Regions from separate parts of the Ovis aries genome. Here region 2 is linked to region 1. Evidence: chromatin contacts called from public Hi-C data. All regions are on one chromosome and are shown on one strand. The core of a region is the stretch at or near the end of the contact, and the rest is flanking DNA. Distances in the headings are between cores, read along the strand shown. Region 1 has its middle 14 kb from the start of TRNAC-ACA. Region 2 holds the start of ATP1B1 (ATPase Na+/K+ transporting subunit beta 1).

What was found. Hi-C and Micro-C count contacts between places; a contact is called where the count stands out from the background.
Region 2: a contact with region 1 is called in a Hi-C map of mixed tissues, with 2.6 times the contacts expected there. The contact joins the promoter of ATP1B1 here to the enhancer-like site in region 1. A contact is called at or near these places in 2 of 16 Hi-C or Micro-C datasets (blood and mixed tissues).

The regions. Positions count from the first base shown.
Region 1 is chr12:35,923,764-35,930,875 of ARS-UI_Ramb_v3.0, forward strand. No RefSeq gene overlaps it. Among named protein-coding and RNA genes, the nearest start is that of TRNAC-ACA, 14 kb to the right of the region's middle. Within about 2 kb of position 1,473, at least 10 of the 54 cell types and tissues checked have an H3K27ac peak or open chromatin away from gene starts, as enhancers often do.
Region 2 is chr12:36,032,490-36,039,749 of ARS-UI_Ramb_v3.0, forward strand. ATP1B1 (ATPase Na+/K+ transporting subunit beta 1) reads left to right here and starts at 2,754. Exons shown (of 7, transcript NM_001009796.1): 1 at 2,754-2,872; 2 at 3,333-3,838. The coding sequence starts at 3,742.

The DNA of each region.
Region 1 (7,112 bases), core at 223-2,722:
CTTATTCCTTCTAGAGAACTTGGAGTGGGCAATATAAAAAAGAAGGTTGACACAGGAAGATGTGCTGAACTGTCGATGGTATAATATACATCCCCAGGCCTGGCCCTTCCATTTGTCCCATGCCCTGGTGCTCAGCACAGTGTTTGAGATAAACTCATTCAGTCTAGCTTTGGAATAAGATTGCTTCTCCCAACAACTTTCTTCTTCAGGCCTCATCTCCTGAGCGCCTCATTTCTTGCTTCTAGTTTAAAGAGCTCCCGCAGCTACCTTCAAAAATGGCTTTTATTTGCAGGCACTGAGAAGACCAAGAGTAACTGGAGAAACAATGCTTAATGTTCTCTAGTGAGATGAAAGCTCCAGTTGATATTCACGTTACTCTCGCTGTGGTACAACCTCAAACTTAGAGCAAAAACAAGATAAAATCATCTGATTATGCCCTCATATTCTATCAGGGATTCAGGAATTCAGAAGCAGGGAGCTTATCTCCATGCAGCAGTGTCTGGACTCTCAGCAGGGAAGACTCAAACAATCAGAATCTTCTGAAGATTCACTCACATGTCTTGCAGCTGATGCTGGCTGTTGGCTGGGACCTCAGCTGGGTTACTTGGCTGGAATAGCTATCCTGGCTTCTCCGTGTGGCTTCTTGGGCTTCATTGCAAAGTGCCTGGGCTTTAAGAATAAGATTCCAAGAGAACACGGCAGCACACTATATCACCACGTGTGATCTAGCCTCATTTCCTCTGTGGTCATAAGTCTGCCCAAATTCAAGGAAAGGGGACCTTGGGACTTCTCTGCAGGTCCAGTAGCTAGGACTCTGTGCTTCCCATGCAGGTGGCATGAGTTGAATCCCTGATCAGGTAACTAAGATCCCACATGCTGTACATCATGACCAAAAAAATAAAGGAACATAGACCCTGCCACAAGGGAAGAAATGTCAAGATCACATTGCAGGAAGACAAATATTGTTGCAGTCAGTGTTGGAAGATACAGTCCTCACAGCACATCTTCAGGCCACAGTGCTTCACATCCTTTCCACCTGCAAAATATGCTAAAACCCTCTCCCAAGACCACCATGTCCCAGCCCATCATGCCACTGGCTCAAGTCATTTCAGTCAGATCCAAGGGTGTATGAATTCCCCAGGTGCAGCAATTTAGGCTCTACTTCTCCAGTCTAAATACCAGAAAGTTCACTTGAGCCCCTACACAATCAATATACAATTGATTGGGGCACAATGTGGACACAACTGTTCAAAAAGGGAGAAAACAGGAGGCACACAGCAATTGCAGGTCTGTAAGCCGTCCTCAACACTGGCTGGGCACGGGAGGCCAGTTCTTGATGAGAGTTCAGCTCTGCTGCTTTGTTCTCTGGCACTTAGCTCTTCTCTCAGGTTCTTGGTTCTGCCCTGTGAGTCACCACGCCTTTGCTGTAAGAATGGCCTGAGTTGGCAGCTGAGTAGTTTTCTCAACCAGCTCCCTGCCTGTAGTGGTTGAGAGGTCCAAAGGTTGCCTTTCATTTCATTCTGTTTCTGTCACTTTCAATCCAAGCTGATACAATTCTTTTTAAAACTCGGTGAACTTTTGGGAATCAATTTACAACTTACTCCATTAAACAAAAAGCCACAGCCACAAATCCCTTGCAGATAGGCCTTTCTCGACCTTCAGCTCCCCATGAAGCTGCCATGGGGCAACACCCTTATGACTCTTTTAAGCGATGTTGTTAAACAGAGAAAAACGCGAGATTCTAAGACCTTCTCTGCAGTGAGGCTTCTTGGAAGAGGAGTGAGGTGGGGAAGTTGAGCCCACATTTTCATTCAAAGCCACAAACCACAAGAAGGGCTGGAAGTGGTACTCCTGTGGGCAGAAGGCAAAGTCAAACCCTCTTTGAAGGAAAGTTTCACCAAGTGAGACTATAGGACTCTCTTATCCTTACGCTCAAGTAGATTAATGAAGATGACCAAGCACACAAGAAGGCATGCCACTAGTGAGGAAAGATGTAGACGCCCATGAATTGCAATTGGAATGCTCATATGAAGAAAATAGTATTGTTATGAATAAAATAATCATGGAAATAATGGCTCCAATGACAGATGAGTACACAAGAATATACCAGCCATGAACAGTTTTGAACTATCACCCCACAAGTTGCCTATTTATTAAAAACAGGAAAAAATATCTCTAAATGGAGAAATGTGATGGATACCAGTTTTACAGCCTTGATAATGGAACTGCCTGACATCTTATGCCTCCTGATACAATTATTGAGAAAGATACAATCTTGCATATGCAGTACTCCGCCCCCTCCTCAAATTTCTGAATCTAAGCATGAGGAAAAAATAGGTAAATCCAAATTGAGGGATATTTTACAAAGCAACTGGCTTGAATTCTTCAAAATTATCAAGATGATAAGTTGAGAAGTTTTAAATCCAGAAACTGATCTAGATTAAAACAAACAAATAACCCAGGACAACTACTAGAATGAATGATTCTTGATTCTATCCTGGATTGAAAATATAATAAAAACATTTTTCTTCCAGTTTCATTAAGATAAAATTGACATACGGCACTGTATAAATTTAAGGTATACAGTATAATGATTTGACTTATATACACCATGAAATGATTATCACAATAATCATGGCCAACATTCATTATTTCACACAGATACAAAATTAAAGAAATAAATTTTTGGTGTGTATTGAAAACTCAGGATTTACACTCTTAACAAATTATAGCAGTAAGTTATATAATGAAATATAATGAAAGTTGTACATTGCATCCTTAGTACTTTTTTATCTTATAATTTGAAGTTTGTGCCTTTTGACTGCCTTCATCCAATTTCCCTTCCCTCCACACCTCACTTCTGACAACCACAAATATGATCTCTTTTGCTACGAGTTCATTTGCTTCTGAAACATAACTCACCTACAACACTACGTTAGTTCCTGTTACACAATATGATGAATTGGTATTTCTGTACATTTCAAAATGATCACTACAATAAGACTAGCTATGATATGTCACCATACAAAAATACTACATAGTTATTACTTATATTCCCCACACTGCACATTTCATAGCCATGACTCACTTATTTTGCAGTTGGAAGTTTGCGCTTCTTAAGCTTGCACCCCTTTTTCTTCCCTCCTCCGCACGGCCCTTCCCTCTGGCAGCCACCTGTTCTCTGTATCTAGAACTCTGTTTCTGTTTTGTTTTGTTATGTTTGTTCATTTGTTTTGTTTTTTTTTATATTCCATATATAAGTGAAATAATACAATATTTATCTTTCTCTGACTTATTTCCCTTAGCGTAATAACTCCTAGGTCCAACCATGTTGGCAAAAATGGCAAGACTGAGCTTTTTATGGCTGAGTAATATTCCATTGTGTGTATATATATATAGATATAGATATATCTGGGCTTCCCTGGTGGCTCAAATGGTAAAGAATTTGCTTGCAAAGCAGGAGAACTGGGTTCAGTCCCTGGGTTGGGAAGATCACCTGGAGGAGGGCAGGGCAACCGACTTCTGTATTCTTGCCTGGAGAATCCCCATGGACAGAGGAGCCTGGTGGGCCAGTACATGTGATCAGAAAAAGTCAGACACAACTGAGCGACTAAGCATGTGTCGATATATCCAGCACATCTTTACCCATTCTTCATCTGTTGATGGGTACTTAGGTTACTTCCATATCTTGGATATTGTGAATATAAGTGCAATGAACCATAGGGGTTCATGTATCTTTTCTAAATATTGAGACAACTGAGGACATTTCAATTTGGTTCATATATTAGATATTATGTTTTCAATATTAGGTTTCCTAAATGTGATACTTTCACTGTTGCTATATAGGAGAATCTCCTTGTTTTCAGAAGACATGTTAAGATATTTAGAATAATAGTAATTGAATTCTCTGTGAAAAACTTTTAAATGGCTTGCCAAAGGAAAAAAAAATATTATGTAGATATGCATATTTGTGGAAAGAAAAAAATAAAGTAAATGTGGCAAAATGTTAATTAGTAAATCTAGATAAAGGATAAATGGCCATTCATTGCACTATTCCTACAAATTTTCTGTAGGTTTGAATTTTTTTATTAAAGGGTTGAGGAAAATATTCACAACTATAAAAAATTAGTAACATGTACCATGTTAATTATTCACATCAACACTCCCCCAAATATGTTAGGGCATCCTTTCTGCAGGCTGAAGCAAAGCTTTTTACTATCCATTTTTGGCAAGGCTCAGCAGGATGAGGTAACTTTCCCAAGGTCACAAAGAAAAGTGTTAAATAAAGTGTCAAATAAGCATAAGCCAGAAAACCAAAGATTTGGACACCCTCGAAGTTCCAAAATTCTCCTACTCACGTGAAAATATCTCCTTCATCTCTGACTAAACAAGTAAATTCAAATAATAGATTCTTCTCCTTTCTTTATCATTAACTAATGTGTTCTCTGAAAGTCACTCAGTTGTGTCCGACTTTTTGTGACCCCATGGTCTGTACCTGCCGGGCTTTTCTGTCCATGGGATTCTCCAGGCAAGAATACTGGAATGGGTTGCCATTCCCTTCTCCAGTGGATCCTCCCCAACCCAGGAATCGAAACTGGGTCTCCTTTACTGCAGGCATATTCACACATTAAAAGATGAGTTCAGGAAGAGGATATATAAAAATGTATTAATTAAATGAAATGAGGTATGCTAAGATAATGGGATTTAAGTTGACATTCCCTGGCATTTCTCTTTTATTCTTTTGATGTTTAGGCAGGAGCAAGAAAAGAGGTTAGCCCTGCTATGAATAACCAGCAGCCATCAAACCACCCACTTAGGGGATCACCAGAGCAGGACACTGCTCAGATTTCAGTGTCCCTCGGGACACATTTTCCCTTCCTTCATTTATTGCCTGCAGGCATCGATATCATCTCATGGAAACCCCAGCAATCTGGCACTGTGCGTCTCTGGTCAGCTCAGCTCCTTTGAACCTGATCTCATGACTATAGCAGGTTTCATTGTGACTTAAAAGCCTAGGGGAGAGTAGACTAGGGAGGTGGACTCAGTAAGACACTAGGGAGCAAAAAGTGTTGAATAGTTCTGTTGAATTTAAAAAAAAAAACTCTCTGCACAGGCATGGCCTTGAGGAACAGGACTGTTAGATAATTTTGTTTTATTCCCCTGCCTCTCTCTCAAGTGAACCAAATACAATCCCCATTTTGTCTTCCCAGAGTCAGGGCTCAGGTTCGAGCTGTCCTCTCCTTGCTTTTCTTAGTCAGAGTTCACCTTCAAGTTCTGCCTTAACAATTCATGGCGTATGTGGGATTTTCTGTGTGATACATTAAATAGTAGTTTTAGAAAGTCTGTTTTCCAATTAGCCTAAATGGTTTGTTGTGGAAGAGATGCCAACTGTCCTAGGGAACAGAAGCTGGTATATGCTAAGATTGTTTAACTCCAAGGACTTGAAAGAGTTTACCATCATCAGAATAAAGATATCAATTAACTCCAGAACTATTGGTATTAGAAACACTCCCTCCTCATGGTTCAAGCTACAGGGGAAGAGCAAAGAACCTAGAATCAGATAGGCGGACCTGCACTTGATCATCTCACCAATGAGAAAGAGACGACTCATGGTAACTCAGTTTACGTTTTATTTCTCAGTCCTTCGAGTTCTTGCTCAGTTACCAACTGCCTGGCTCCTATTGACAAGACTCCTTGCAAAGGAAATCTACATTGCAGGGAGCACAGTGGTACAGTAAATGCTAACAGAGGACCTAAGAAGGTGAAAGGACAGAGCTATCTGACTGATAAGAGAGAGCAGAATTTCATATGGCCAACCTGGGGATGGATTATGCAGAGATGGTAGTTCTCTTTCTGCTTCTGCCTCAGGGGAAAATTTAGACACAAGATTGACGGAAAGGAATGACATGGTTGGTCTACTCGCCTCTCCTGACTTCCATCCCTGCACTGTCATTCCTCTGGTAGCAAAAGAGCTAAAACTAAGTCATAACTAGTGTCCTGAAGGGACTTGAACACTCAGTGAATGGCAGAGTCAAGCTCTGCTTAAGGTCTGCTCTTGCTTCATCAAGTCAGAGTAAGAAGAAGAAAAATATACCAAGGGTTATTGTCTTTATTATTGCATCTTAATTCTAAAAATAACTTTATTTGGATCTCCTACGCTGTTCCAGGTAGGCCAGGAGATATAGAAATAAATGATGCACTTCATTTCTGTCAAGTTGCTCAGAGTACAGTGGAGATGCCTGCATGAATGCAGGGCAATATATCAATAAAAAAGGAGAGACAGACAATCCAGAAAAGAAAATAGATGTGAAGCAACATCACAGCAAGTGTGGGAAAAGGGAGAGTCCATACCCAGGAACTAGAGAAGGAACATTCCCACAGGGGTGGGAGAGAAGGATCTGAGGCTGAATAATTATGCAGTGCAGTGTACAGCAAGGTCACCAGTGTTTCAATGGAACCACTTTGAACCATGATGGATTTGACTTCATAGTCTCGGAAGCTTCCAAAGTGGATGGCTGACATTAAGGAAGGAAGAAAGAAGAGATAATTTAGAATCATTAGATTGAGGATTTGTGGGGTGGGGAGGGAGTACTTAATTATAGTTGGAGTTATTGCTTAGTCGCTGAGTCATGTCCGACTCTTTTCAACCCCATGGACTGTACCCACCAGGCTCCTCTGTCCGTGGGATTTCCCAGGCAAGAATACTGGAGTGGGTTGCCATTTCCTTCTCCAATGGATATTCCCTACCCAGAGACAAAACCCAGGACAGGGGGATTCTTTACCACTGTAAAGCCATGGTTAGGAGTTATCTTAAAATAAGTCATGCTCTCTAAGTATATTCTTCTAAAGCTTGGTGATTATTACTTTGAAGTTAACATTTTTAATAAAAATGCCACTGTTTTTTGAAATACAACTCATTGTTCACATACAGGATAAGGCAATGAGGTTTTTTGTTTTAGTTTTAAGAGGTAAACTTTTTATTTTATGACAATGTATAATTTACAGAGAACGTGGAAAAGTAATGCAGAGATCCCCAGATAGCCTATAGTGTTTCCTATAATGTTAATATCATACGTTAACCAATGTTGTTACATTACTATTAACTAAAGTCT
Region 2 (7,260 bases), core at 1,504-4,003, 110 kb after region 1:
CGCTTTCAACCTGCTGCCACAGCACCCTTCTCTGAAGGGGCCTCAGTACGCAAGCCCAGCCCAGCACAGCCCAAAGGGACATGGTGTGCTCGAGTTATTCATTACTCAACTTAGAGGAGGTCACAGAGCAGGAAGCACTGGAAAGCAAGGGGAAAGGTGGCCTAGAGGGTGGAGAATTAGTCAGGGTGACCTTCTCAGGGAACTCAGAACCCTGGCAGGAGGGGCTGTCACAGTGGGAAGGTCCTAGCAGCAGCCTCAAGGTTAGACAAGGTCAAATGGAAACAGCTAATTATAATTAAGCTGGTTGCTCAATAGCTCTTGTTATGTACCAGGCAACTGCACTTAGGGCTTTCCCACATCTCCCATTTAATCCTTGCAACACTGTGTCACTCCAATTTTACAACTGAGAGAACTGGCCCTGGAGAGAACAAGGGACTTGCTCAAGGCCACACAGCTGAAGCTGGGTGAATGCGGGTCTGTCTTGCCCTTCACCAGGTTGCTCTTTCTGGTGATATGGTTCAGTCAGTTGCTCAGTTGTGTGCGACTCTTTGTGACCCCATGGACTGTAGCCCACCAGGCTCCTCTGTCCATGGAATTCTCCAGAAAAGAATACTGGAGTGGGTTGCCATTTCCTTCTCCAGGGGATCTTCCCAACCCAGGAATTGAACCCATGTCTCGTGCATTTTGGGCAGATTCTTTTCAGTCTGATCCAGCAGGGAAGTCCAACATAGTTAGATGAGTGAAACAATTCTAGACAGTCTAGAATGGAAGGTGAAGTTTGAATCTGATTCTCATCGAGATGAGATCATGCTTTCCAGTGGCAATACCAGGTTTGGGTAGAAACACAGAGGTTCCTATAAGCCAGGGGAGGTTGATTTAGAATGAGATGTTCTTGCCTGGAAAACCCCATGGATGGGGAGCCTAGTCGGCTGCCATCTATGGGGTTGCACAGAGTCGGACACGACTGAGTGCCTTCACTTTCACTTTTCACTTTCATGCACTGGAGCAGGAAATGGCAACCCACTCCAGTGTTACTGCCTGGAGAATCCCAGGGATGGGGGAGCCTGGTGGGCTGCTGTTATGGGGTCGCACAGGCGTGCTGCAATTCATGGGGTCACAAAGAGTCGGACACGATTGAGCAACTGAACTGAACTGAACTGAACTGAACAGAACAGAGTCAGACCCAACTGCAGCGACTTAGCAGCAGCAGCAGCAACTGCCGTGAAGGCATGACCCTCAAAGCTTGTCAGAACCTGGCAAAAGTTTACCTGCAAGGGAAGAAGAATGAACAAAGCTAGGGAGGTAAAGTTTGAGGGGAGTTTATCTTCCCCTAAAGATAGCAGGGAAGAAGTACCTAAAGGCCAGCAGAAAAAGCTCATCCTTGCCGGACACAGGATCAGGCCAATTGGCAATTGCCACAACTCTAGAGAGTAAGATAGAATACCTCTTTTTTAAGGAGAAAATGAGGGTTCTAATAAAAAACCTGGCAATGTGAGCCCTTCTCGGCATACTTTGTTGTACTACATATCTCTACTGGAGAAGAGAGAGAGAGGTAGAGTGAGGGAGGGAGGGGTGGGTAAAGGGAGTTTGCACAAAGGAGGGCGCTGCACTCTCTCACTCAAACCCCCATCCCTTCCCATTCCATCTTTCCCTCCATTCATCCTCTTTCACTGATTCTGCCCACAGGTTTTTCCTGGTCTTGCTCATAGCAGGTACTCCCTAAACGCATGCCCTTCCTAGTGACCTGTCCTGCTGGCGAGTCCGCCATGAGTTAACTTCTGCTGGGAGGGTACCGGGGCATCATCCCCACAAGGGCAGCTTCTTCCTGCAGTTCTACCACCAGCTTGGGGCTTTTCCAATACAAACACTGCAGGGGCAAAGCAGGGGGCAGCTTCCTTTCTCCGCAGAGCAGTTCTCAAAGTTGCCCTTGACCCAAGCCTACATGCAGCAGCCCCTCTGGGGCTGGGTGGATGGATGGCTGCTCCTGCATTTCAGGAATTTTCAGGTTTGCCCAGGTCATGTAGGTGGGCCTTGGGAAGGATTCGTGGGAAAGAGCTCGCACTACATCAATGCAAGCTTGTCCTTAGACTTACCAGGTTGACCTTGGCGACAAAAAGGTGACTCGGACAAGCATCCCCCTGTACGGCTTTCTAAATATGGGGATGGGAAAGCTCCTTTCCCAAGATGGACTAGGTTGCCCCCTGGGGATGGGGCTTCTCTGTCCTGACTGCAGAGGCTCCCCTGCTGATTTCTGCTGTGTCACTGTCTTGAGAAGGACATGTGAAACTGCTCAGGGGCTTAGCAGAAGGAGATGAAACCAAGAAGTCTGGCTTTTCACGTGAGGCACGGGGGATAAAGGAGGGGAAGGAATAATAGGTGCCAATGGTTGCCTTGCAACTTTTCGCCGTTTGAACTGGACTTCCCTGAGCCTTTTAGGCCTTCGGTATTTTATAGAAGAACAAAGTGGTCTTTTTGTGACCCCCTAAGGGGGCATAAAACCATGTCCGTGACAGTACCAGGCACCGATTCGGCGCCAAGGGGAGTCCTGGGTGGCTGGGTCACCTGCAGATTTTGTCGCCCAGGTCTAGACCGGTGTGAGCCGCCAGCCAGGCAGTACGACTGGTTTCCGAGGGAACGACCCACTGGGAGCTGACCGGTCGGCCTCCTACACCACCTCACCCCTTCCCAACCCCGGATCTGGGCTGCCGCCCTGGGTGGGTTTGGCAATTGTCCAGCTTGAGGTGGTTCAGGCCGCCCACAAGGAGCACAGTGAGGCAGTCAGGAGCCGGGGCGGCCGACTGGACTGGCCTGGAAGGAGAGGGACGGGCCGGAACTGCAACCGCAGCGGCGGGGAGCGCGGAGCCGGCGGCAGGTGCAGGAGCCGGGAGGCGGGGCGGAGCGGGGCAAGAGTCCCCGACTCTCAGGAGTCCGGGAATGGCCTTCCCCCACCCAGCCAGGGCCTAGGAGGGGTGGGACCGGCGGCGGACGGAGGCCGGGGACCCCGAGCGCCTGCCGGGCGCCGGGCGACGCAGGTGCAGAGCAGCTCAGTACGGAAAGGAGGGGTCTGTGCCCAGCCCGGATCGAGGAGGGGGCTGCGCGGGCTTGCGGGCGCGCCGTGTCCCCGCCCCGGCTCCAGCCCGCCCCTCGCGCCGCCGCCGCGCAGTTCCTTTGTGCCAGCCCCGCGCCCGCCCCTTCGGGCCGCAGGCCCCGCCCCTCGCGGTATATAGTAAAGGTAGGGCGTGCGCCCCAGCCAATTTCTCGACTCGTGGCAGACGGCAGTCGTTTGTCCGTCCTTCCTTCTGACTTTCTTCTGTCCCTGCCTGTTTCTGCAGAGGTCACAGGAGGTGGGGGCCGGACACGCGTCCCTGGTGGCTGCGGGAGCGGCATCTGCGGGCCCCGAACTGCCCCCCGCCCAAGGGCAAGAGGAGCGCGTGGCGGACCAAAGAGAGCCCGCGAGCGGCCGCGCGCCCACCAATAGGTGCGGGGCTCGGAGCCGCCCAGCGTGCGCGGTCCCTCCCTCCTCCCTCCGCCCCCGCCCCCGCCGCCGCCGCCTACCCCTCCTGCCGCTCCTGACTCTGCTTCTCCGCCGCGCGTCTGGCACTCAGAGAGCCGCAGCGCCAGCGGCGGGTGCAGCCAGCGGAGAGCCAGGCCGGGAACGCCGAGCGGCAGCCCGGGAGGACGCGAGGGCGCACGCCGCAGTCACCCATCTTCAGTCCCTGCGGCAGCTGCTGACCCGCCACCATGGCCCGCGGAAAAGCCAAGGAGGAGGGCAGCTGGAAGAAATTTATCTGGAACTCGGAGAAGAAGGAGTTTTTGGGCAGGACCGGTGGCAGCTGGTGTAAGTACGGGGTCCGCAGCTCTTGCCCCCCTAGCGCCTTGTGTTTCCGGGTAGGCGCATCCCTTGCGCAGGCTCTGCGGACCGCTCCGCGCGCTCCGCGCTGGCGAAGGCGCAGCGGGTTCGGGTGGTGAGCGCTGCTCTGATTGCGCCGGCCCGGGCTTGTCATCCCTGTGCGGAATGCGGAGTCCCCGGAATAGGCGCGGGCGGGGATGGGAGCTCGCTAGGTAGAGCGTTATGTGGATTGTGGCGGTCTCGGTCAGTTGTAGTCTATCTGAGCATCACTGGAGCCCTTCCGTCCTGGGAACGGTCCGGCGGTGGGAGAGTTGATCTGTCTCTCCCTTACAGTCGTGTCCCAAGTCCTTAAAAATGAAATTTGAGGCTCTGAGAGAACCACAGGAAGGAAATCGGATCGAATGCAGGAGAGTTTGTGTATTATAGCACCTTTCATCTAGTCTAAATATGTACTTCAGAAGGCGAGGGTGGGGGGCGGCGGAGACAGAATCCATACACTGCAGTGTTTCGTAGCGAGACCTAGAATCTCGCCACCGATGACCTACCCTGGAGTCATCACAACCCAGAAGCGGCCCTGGAAGCTCTGTGTCAGGACTCCGTTTCTGAGCCTTGGCCCGTAAACATGGCAAAGTCGGTTTGTTTTCAGGGTCTACAGAGAGAGGCAGAATCGGTGCCTGGGTGTAAGAAATAAGTCGCATAAAGGCAGAAACAGGTCATCTTACAAGATTTTGAGTAGCCTGTTGCTTGACTGGATAGATTTTTTTTTCCCGTTGCAAATTAGATACCTTACCTGTCTTCCACCTCTCTACACGGAAAGGGTGACTTTTTTTTTTGGTAAGGTCATTTTGAAGGGCAGAGTTGTAGGCAAATCTGAATATGAGTCGTGACTGCGGAAGAGAGGGAAGGAGGGAGGGAACTCCCCCCTCCTGCATCACTGCCCCTCCTTCTCTAATATCATCATCACCATCACCGACACCACTAGCACCGCCACTGCAACCACTGAGGGAGCCCTGGGTAGGTGCTGATGTGATTCTTCTGATTGGAAGGCTCTGTGAGCATCGGCAGGAGAATGAGTCAGGGAAATAGCGCTTGGCTGACATTTTGAAATGGAAGAACCTGGAACGTACGATTTTTGTAGAGGAAAAAAAAAGCAGCCTGTAATGGGTCTCTCTTGATTGAAAAGTAAAGGGTTAATAATGCATCACACTTCAAGGTTAGTCAAGGTGAAGTCTTATCCCATACCTATGCTGAAGCATAGGTATCCTGAGCATGTTGAATGCAGGTCTTTAAGGCGATGGCTTGCAGCTTGTATTTTATATTTTATTTTGGAAAGACTGTATTCTTCAGTGGGGTTACTGCCATAGTTTCTCATGCAGAATGATAGCTCTCTGTGTTTTCTTAACGTGGAAGGGAAGGCCTGGAGAATTCAGGGTGTTTGTGGAGTGAACAGCTCCCAGCCTGGGCCATCTCCTAGTGACTCTTGGTAACTTGAGTGAAGTGTGAGGGGTACGCTGCAGGATGGGCCCCCTTCTCCCAGATTCACCGGAGGTTCCTACCACAATGATCTGATTGCAGCTTCAGCTTCGTCAGGGGCTGGGGCGTCATCGACTCCAGGCATATTGTAAAATCGGCCCTCTAGAGTTTTTCCCTCTCATAAAATATCTTTTTTTCCTCATTCCAATTCCAGAATAATATTTGTTTCAGAGGGTAAGGCAGTGTGGAACGACTTGTTCTGTAATCTGACAGCACCTCCATATGAGAGAGAGAGTGTATGTGTTGATGTTTGTGTCTTGATACTACATATAGCAGAGTGTCGATACACTGATTCATGAATGCAGACATGAGTACTGATGCTTATGGTTCATATTTCCTTCCATTTTCCAAGATGCAGGTGAGGTGCTGGGCTAAGAAATTCAGTTTTTCTTTTGCAGTTTTCCTTTCTGGCCGTATAAGAAATGACAGAGCCTCTCACAGACAGAGGAGGCGGCAGCAGCTGTGTCTTTGTGGAGAAAATGCCACCTTCCTAGTCCTGGGCCCAACACGGATGCCCTTGAGACCAGGGCAGGTTGCCCTTGGTTCAGTTCTGCTTGTAGGTAGATTTTCACCAAGATGGACGCGAGAGCCTTGCCTGTCACCTGCTGGAGAGAGCGTAGCACACAAATCGCCCAGTGCTGTCTACCTTTTTGTTAAGTTAATACAGGCGTTGGTAGGTGTTTATGTTGACCGCTGGGCCCAGATGCCATTTTCCCTTCTGCATATGACCTTTTGAAGGGTACTCTTTTTTTCAAATTGAAATAATTCTATATTACTTATATATATTTTTAGAGGAAGACCTATTGCTTCAAAAGAAAAAAAAAAAGTGTCTAAAATGTACCCTCTGCGCCACTCTGTCAGGTCGGTACCATATACCTGGTTTTTCTTTTCGAGCCAGCATGTCAGCACCCAGGGCCTACGCCCCACCACACCTGCATTGCCCACTCTAAGCAAGTGACCTCACAGCACCAACGGGGGAGACTGCTCAGTAACGTCTCAGCACAAAAGTGGAGAACCCCTCAGTTCCCGGAGGGTACAGTGTTGGGCAGATAGGGGAGGCTGTATCTCCTGAAACTGAATCAGTGTGCTTACAAAATGAGTTGTTTTTCCCCAGTCGTACTTTAATCAAATTGTGGCCTCAATTCTGTACCTCCTCCTGTCATTAGAATCGGGTATCTGTAGCCCCAGAAATGAGTGTTAAACGTTTCCGTGGTTAGGCTGTAAGTGCCTAGGGTGGGGGCAGCAGAGAACCATATTGACCATGTTACACCAGCTCCTGCACCTCTTAGGAGCGTTCACTGGAAAATTTTTCCAGATCTCTTGACGTCACAGCCTTGCCATTTGCCTACTGCTGCCTGGATACAGAATGCAGCACTTAACTCTTGTCCTGCGGGGAGACATGGATTGAGCTGGGCAGCTGTAGTTCTGGATTGTACAGTCTTTTCATTTCTTCTTATCTTGGCGTGGGTCTTTGCCCATTTCCTTCTTTTCTTTTTTTTTTTCCAAATGGAGGAGAAAAAGGATTATGGTGAAGCATTTTTCGTATGGTTTTCTGTGGATTTTGCTTGTTTTAACAACTCTAGAGTATCGTTTCCCCTGAACTATTTATCACTGATAGAAAAGTTGAGCTTTGAAGTATACACAGAAGGCAAACCTGGCTAATTCCAGCCACAGTGAACCTACTCCCTCCTGACCTCCTTCACACATATACACATACACTTTAATAATACTTTTGTTCTATTGCTTTTTCCCAAGGACCCCAGCGTTTACTGCAGGAGATCTGAGCGTTTTGAGAAGTAACTTAAGGCCCCTTTGTGCAGTCATGTTTCAGACTTGATAACCCCGTTCCCACCGCTGCCTTCGCATTGAGTGTTTGG